2 separate regions of the Mus musculus genome follow, and region 1 is linked to region 2. A link is a contact called in public promoter capture Hi-C data. All regions are on one chromosome and are shown on one strand. The core of a region is the stretch at or near the end of the contact, and the rest is flanking DNA. Distances in the headings are between cores, read along the strand shown.

Region 1 (2,700 bases), core at 107-2,606, 930 kb before region 2:
AGCTAGATCAAGGACCCAAGGAGCTGAAGGGGTTTGCAGTCCCATAGGAGGAACAACAATATGAACCAACCAGTACCCCCAGAGCTCCCAGGGACTAAACCACCAACCAAAGAAAACACATGGTGGGACTCGTGGCTCTAGCTGCATATGTAGCAGAGAATGGACCAGTTGGCCATCAATAGGAGGAGAGGCCTTTGGTCCTGTGAAGGTTCTATACCCCAGTATAGGGGAATGCCAGGGCCAGGAATGGGAGTGAGTAGATTGGGGAGCAGGGGAGGAGGGAAGGGATAGGGGATTTTCAGAGGGAAAACTAGTAAAGGGTTAGATGTAAATAAAGAAAATATCTAATAAAAAAATCTAAAAAATAATCTAAGGAAGGAAGGAGAGAGGGGGGGGGAGGGAGGAAGGGAGGGAGGGAGGGAGGGAGGGAGGGAGGGAGGGAGGGAGGAAGGAAGACACACAGCAGCATGGGCCAGACAGTGTGTCTTGTTACCTCCTATACCTGGACAAGTCGTAAAGCTACCCTAAAACACAGGGGAGAAAAGTTCTTGTTTCTGCACAGGACAAAGTTTAATAACAAACATTCTGATGTTCTTTCTCTCAGTAGTATGAAAAAGCTCAAAGGTTAGTTGGCTGTTATCTATGTGATGAAAACCTTTTACGTTGACAACTGCTAGGAAGTACACACTGTGTGGTTTTGCTTCCACAGCCTTAAAACACTCAGCAAACCTGTCAGTAGAATTATGAGGATACTGAGACTTACAAAAATGTTAAATTATTAAGCTCTTCAACAATGCAAATGCACTCTTAGTGTTCCACTGAGAGCCATTAGCTTTTGAAAGCCTCCTACCCACACGTTCCTGCGCTCTCCTACCCCTGCACCCCTACACACACACACACACACACACACACACACACACACACACACACACACACGATCTCAGACTTGAGGAAAAAGAAAAACGGATCTAAAATGGACCTGATGGGGTCCTTGCTGTCAGCGCAATCTCAACACCCACCTGCCCCACAGTCCTCTGCTCCAGGCATCGTTCAGAGGCACAATCTTCCTCACTTGTCAGCACAGAGTTTTCTCCTTTTCTGGTCCCCGGAGTCCAGACCTAGGGTGATCTGAGCCCCATAGACCTACCTTTACAGCAGTGTATTCTTCGTGGACTTTTCCAAAGAAGTTTTCCACACACTCACCCATGTAGCCCTTCCACCTGGTGCCTAGCTGGTGCCACCCTCTAGAGTTAAGAGCCTCAAAGCTTAGATGTAACTTGACCTGTGTCCTGAGCAACCTGCTGCGCAGGCGCGCTCAGAGCTCTCCGCGGTTCCGTTCCCTTGGCAACGTAGTACACAGAGCTAATCCTAGCACCCTGCAGGATGTGCTTCAGCAGAATAGGTAAGGAGAGTAGCAGAGATTTACAGAGCAGACAGCAGAAGAAGGGTAAGAAGAGCAGGAGAGATGAACACGGAGGAAATACCGGTTGCTCCTCCGCTCCGTGGAGTTACACCTGCTTTACAATGTAAGAGTTGGCAGCACGGTCCCCTTGCCCCATGCTTCCCTCCACCCACGTGCTCACCTGGAGTTTCTTCTCTTGATCTTTAGGGAAGGTGAATAATTACTCCTTTGGAACACGTCAAGCGAGGAAACTCTTTCCTCACTACCATCCCCCAACCTGGCTGGGGAACCTGTATCTCCCTCTTAGGGGAATGCCCCACACAGGCCCTGGGTGTTATGCAGCAGCAACAGATGTAAGTATTCACTTCCCCTTGGGTGGGACTCAGTTTCCTGTCTACAGCAGGATGCATAGGTGTTCTGGGAGAAAAACTGCTCTATGTGTAACTTTAATTTCTGGGTCCCAATATGAGACAAGCTGTAGAGCCTATGTGTAAACTACGATAGTTCGCCACTTTCCATCCCCCACTAAACGCAAGCTTGTCTTCATATAATCCCTTCCCTGTCTTCACTTCCAGCGCCCTCTTGAGCTGTCAGTCAGTACAATCTTCAGGCTGACTCTTCCATAAAAGTAAATTCAGTTGTTGACAGCTCTAAAGACTGAAGCCATTGGGATACACAGAAATTCATGTGTTTGTCTGTCCAGCCACACCTCTTTGCAAAGTCACTTGTGTCATTTGTTGAACTCTATGCTTTTGACTATAAAAGAACCAAGACAAGGTGGGGGAAGGCCATGTCTTGCAGAGAAGTTTACACATTCTGTATTCACTCCACTTTGAAGGCCGTTCTAGGATTGTGTTACTAATTCTGATGCTTTTCTTCTTTCTCCACCCCACCCCACCACCGCACCACCACCACCCCAACCCCACGCCCACCCCACCCCCCACCCCACCCCGCCTTCGTTCTCTTCCTTCCACTGGAAGTGGAATGGTTTGGCATATAATCTATCGAAAGTCCCAACCAGTACGAAAGGCTATGCTATTGGAGCCAGGACAGCTGTGAGGTTTAAGCCAATCAGCAAGGTAATGTTCTGGGATTGTTCTGGGTGGATCATGTGGCAACATAAATTTATGTTGAGACATTAACACAGGTAGATGATTGGGAAGCAGGGAGAAAAGCCCTTCACTAAAGAAATGGATCCAAAGCAAGGTTTTAATAACCAAAAGTTGAAATTGAGAACCTACATACATCACGTTATCTTGTCAGTTAAAGGATAAATTCCAACTTTTTTACTTTGTGGT
Region 2 (2,700 bases), core at 167-2,666:
TCTCCCTCTCCAGGTAAAGAGGAGAAATAATGGAATTCAAATTGGAGTGGCCATGTGATAAAACTTCTGCCCACCAGGTGTTTATCCCGGCTCATAAAAGCAACTATTTGAAAGTAATGAAAAACCACTTCCTGTTGGGGGAGCAAATGGAACCGCATGGTTCTGAACAGTTTGAGGGAAAGCAGCAAACCCAGGAACCCAGGAAGCAGACAGCAACGGCATGGCAAACAGGATCAGCACAGAATTCCCAGGGAATTCTTTCCAGGTGAGGCCTCGAGGAGCCCTGAACCTCAACCATGCAGAAGCAGGCCCCTGCCTTCCACTGTCAAACACACTGGCCGCCCTGCCTCTGTGGGATGTGGGAAGACTTCCCGCTTTCCCTCCACCCAGCACCTAAGTGTGTGTCTTCATTCTGTTCCTGTCTGGCCCCTGTACTCCAATCCACTGGACTTTCCTGCCCAGTTCTTTCTTTCTTTCTCTTTTATCCCTAACAATAAATACACAGGTTTTTACGGTCGGAAGAGTTTACTGCTAATCGCTCAAGGAAAATAGGGACTAAGACCAACACATATGAAGACACTTATTTACCTAACGATCCTTTATATGTGTGTGACCAAATGCCCCTCTGTTCCAAGGGCAGCCTGGCTCACACCTGTTCTCCTGCCATATTGATAACAGCATCCTTCCACCTTCAGAAGTATTCATGTTGGTCACCAGGTAAAATAAGCTATTTTATTCATGTAGCAGTTACTTTATTCCAAGATTGTAAGGACAAACCTACTTAATGTCCAAAGCAATCCCATGAGCTAAGAAATACTTTTTAAAATAACAGAACCAACAGATGGAGATGTCTTTAGGAGCTTGCCCAAGGCTACCCAGACAGTCAGTGTCTGAACCAGGATTTGAACTGAGGCATTGAACATAGTTCAGTGTTCTTGCACTGTGGTAGGTCTGATGGTTAATCTTCACCGTCAACCTGTCTGGATTTGGTACCATCTCTGGGTGTGTCTGAGTATTTCTCAGAGGGCTTAACTAAGAAAGGAATATACACCTAAGACGTGGGCAGTGCCATACTGTGGGCTGGGGAAGCATTCTGAATATATATGAAACAAGAAAGGGAGCTGGAGAGATGGCTCAGTGGTTAGGAGCATTGGCTGCTGTCCCAGAAGACCTGGATTTGATTCCCAGCAGCCACACCGTACCTCACAACTGCCGATAACTCCAATTCCAGGGTCTCTGATGCCCTCTTCTGACCTCCACAGGTACCAAGCATTCATGTGTTATACATACATACATACATACATTCATACATACATGTAAAAAAACACATAAAAACTTTAAAATTTCTTAAATGCCCTCCCCCCCCCCCCTTACGTTGTTTCTCAGGTATTGCATCGACCCATCCTTGAGAAAAGTAACCAACGTCGGAAACCAGTGCCGTAGGGTGGGGCTGTTGCTGTGACAACTCTGGTCACGTGGTTCATAGGCCGTCAGAAGTGGTTTACGACAGGATCGTGGGAAAGTTTGGGATTGTGTCCTAGAGACACTCTAGGATGCTGTCAGCAGGACTTAGTGAGCTGCTATGGTTGGCACTGGGAAGACCAGAATGCCCACAGGAAGGCAGACAGAAAAGACGGCACTTACAAGGTTTCAGAGAGGAAGAAAGACTATGAGGAATTGGACCAAAGGCTATTTGTGTTATATACTGGGGGAGGAGGGCTGACTGCTTTCAGTTCGTGTTCAGAAAACTTGTATCAGGCTCAATTGAAAGATAATGACTAAGCTGTTTGGTGGAAACTTAAGACAGCATAGCATCCAGCCATGGGCATGGTCATTGCTAACACCTCTTAGTGAAATATATATTATCAGAGAGAGCAGGAATGTCAGGAAAGAACAGTGAGAATCTGGGTTTCTTTAAAAAAAAAAACACACAGGAATATAAGAACAGCACGATTTAAGGCTTAAAACAGAAAGGGGGAAATGCAGTGAGAATTTTGGTTTCTTTAAAAATACAGAAATCGTATAAGAATGTGCTTTCATTTTAATCCCAGTGTGGGGCATGGGGTTGCTTCAGCTTGTCCACAGCCGCTGACAATGGTTTGCCTCGTGCTCTAGCAGGGCTGTGGTTCTGCCAGCTGCAGACAGTTTCTACAGCTGTGTGACGTTTGGAATTTTGGGGACTTTTCAGAGAATATATAAATGCTTGGACCCCTATAGAAGAGGCTGCTGATTGGCTAGTTGGTAGTTTGATGATGTTGGTTGCAGTTTGTCAAGCAGTTGTGTGCAAAGAGACAAAAAGAAGAAATTAGATATCCTAATGGCAAGGATCAAACTTGCCCCAAGGACCTCGATGCCCCTGATCAGCAGGAATCACCCCCTTTCCCCTCTATCCTCTTATCTCTCCTACCTAGTGTTAGAGGGTTTCAAGGGAAGAAGTAAACAAGTGGAAAGGGGAGGAAAAGGATGGAAGAAAAAAGAACCCGCACAGTAGCCAAAAGTCAGGTTACAAAACAGTGTACAGTGTGTGGGCTAGAGTGTGTGGGCTCAGTGGTTAAGAGAGCTGGCAGGACTTCTAAAGAACCCAGGTTCCGCTCCCAGCACCCAGGTGGCAGCTCACAACGATCTCTAACTCCAGCCTTCAGGATCTGGTGCCCTCTCCTGGTTGCCAATGGTACCAGACCCACATGTAGTGCGCAGACA

The links. Promoter capture Hi-C pulls out the DNA fragments that hold promoters and counts their contacts.
Region 1: a contact with region 2 is called in a promoter capture Hi-C map of embryonic stem cells, with 3 times the contacts expected there. The contact joins the promoter of Pifo here to the promoter of 4930564D02Rik in region 2.

What each region holds. Positions count from the first base shown.
Region 1 is chr3:106,000,153-106,002,852 of GRCm38.p6, reverse strand. Pifo (primary cilia formation) reads left to right here and starts at 1,356. Exons shown (of 6, transcript NM_029604.3): 1 at 1,356-1,526; 2 at 1,610-1,755; 3 at 2,383-2,481. The coding sequence starts at 1,466.
Region 2 is chr3:105,065,560-105,068,259 of GRCm38.p6, reverse strand. 4930564D02Rik (RIKEN cDNA 4930564D02 gene) reads right to left here and starts at 1,416. Exons shown (of 5, transcript NM_029228.1): 1 at 1,375-1,416.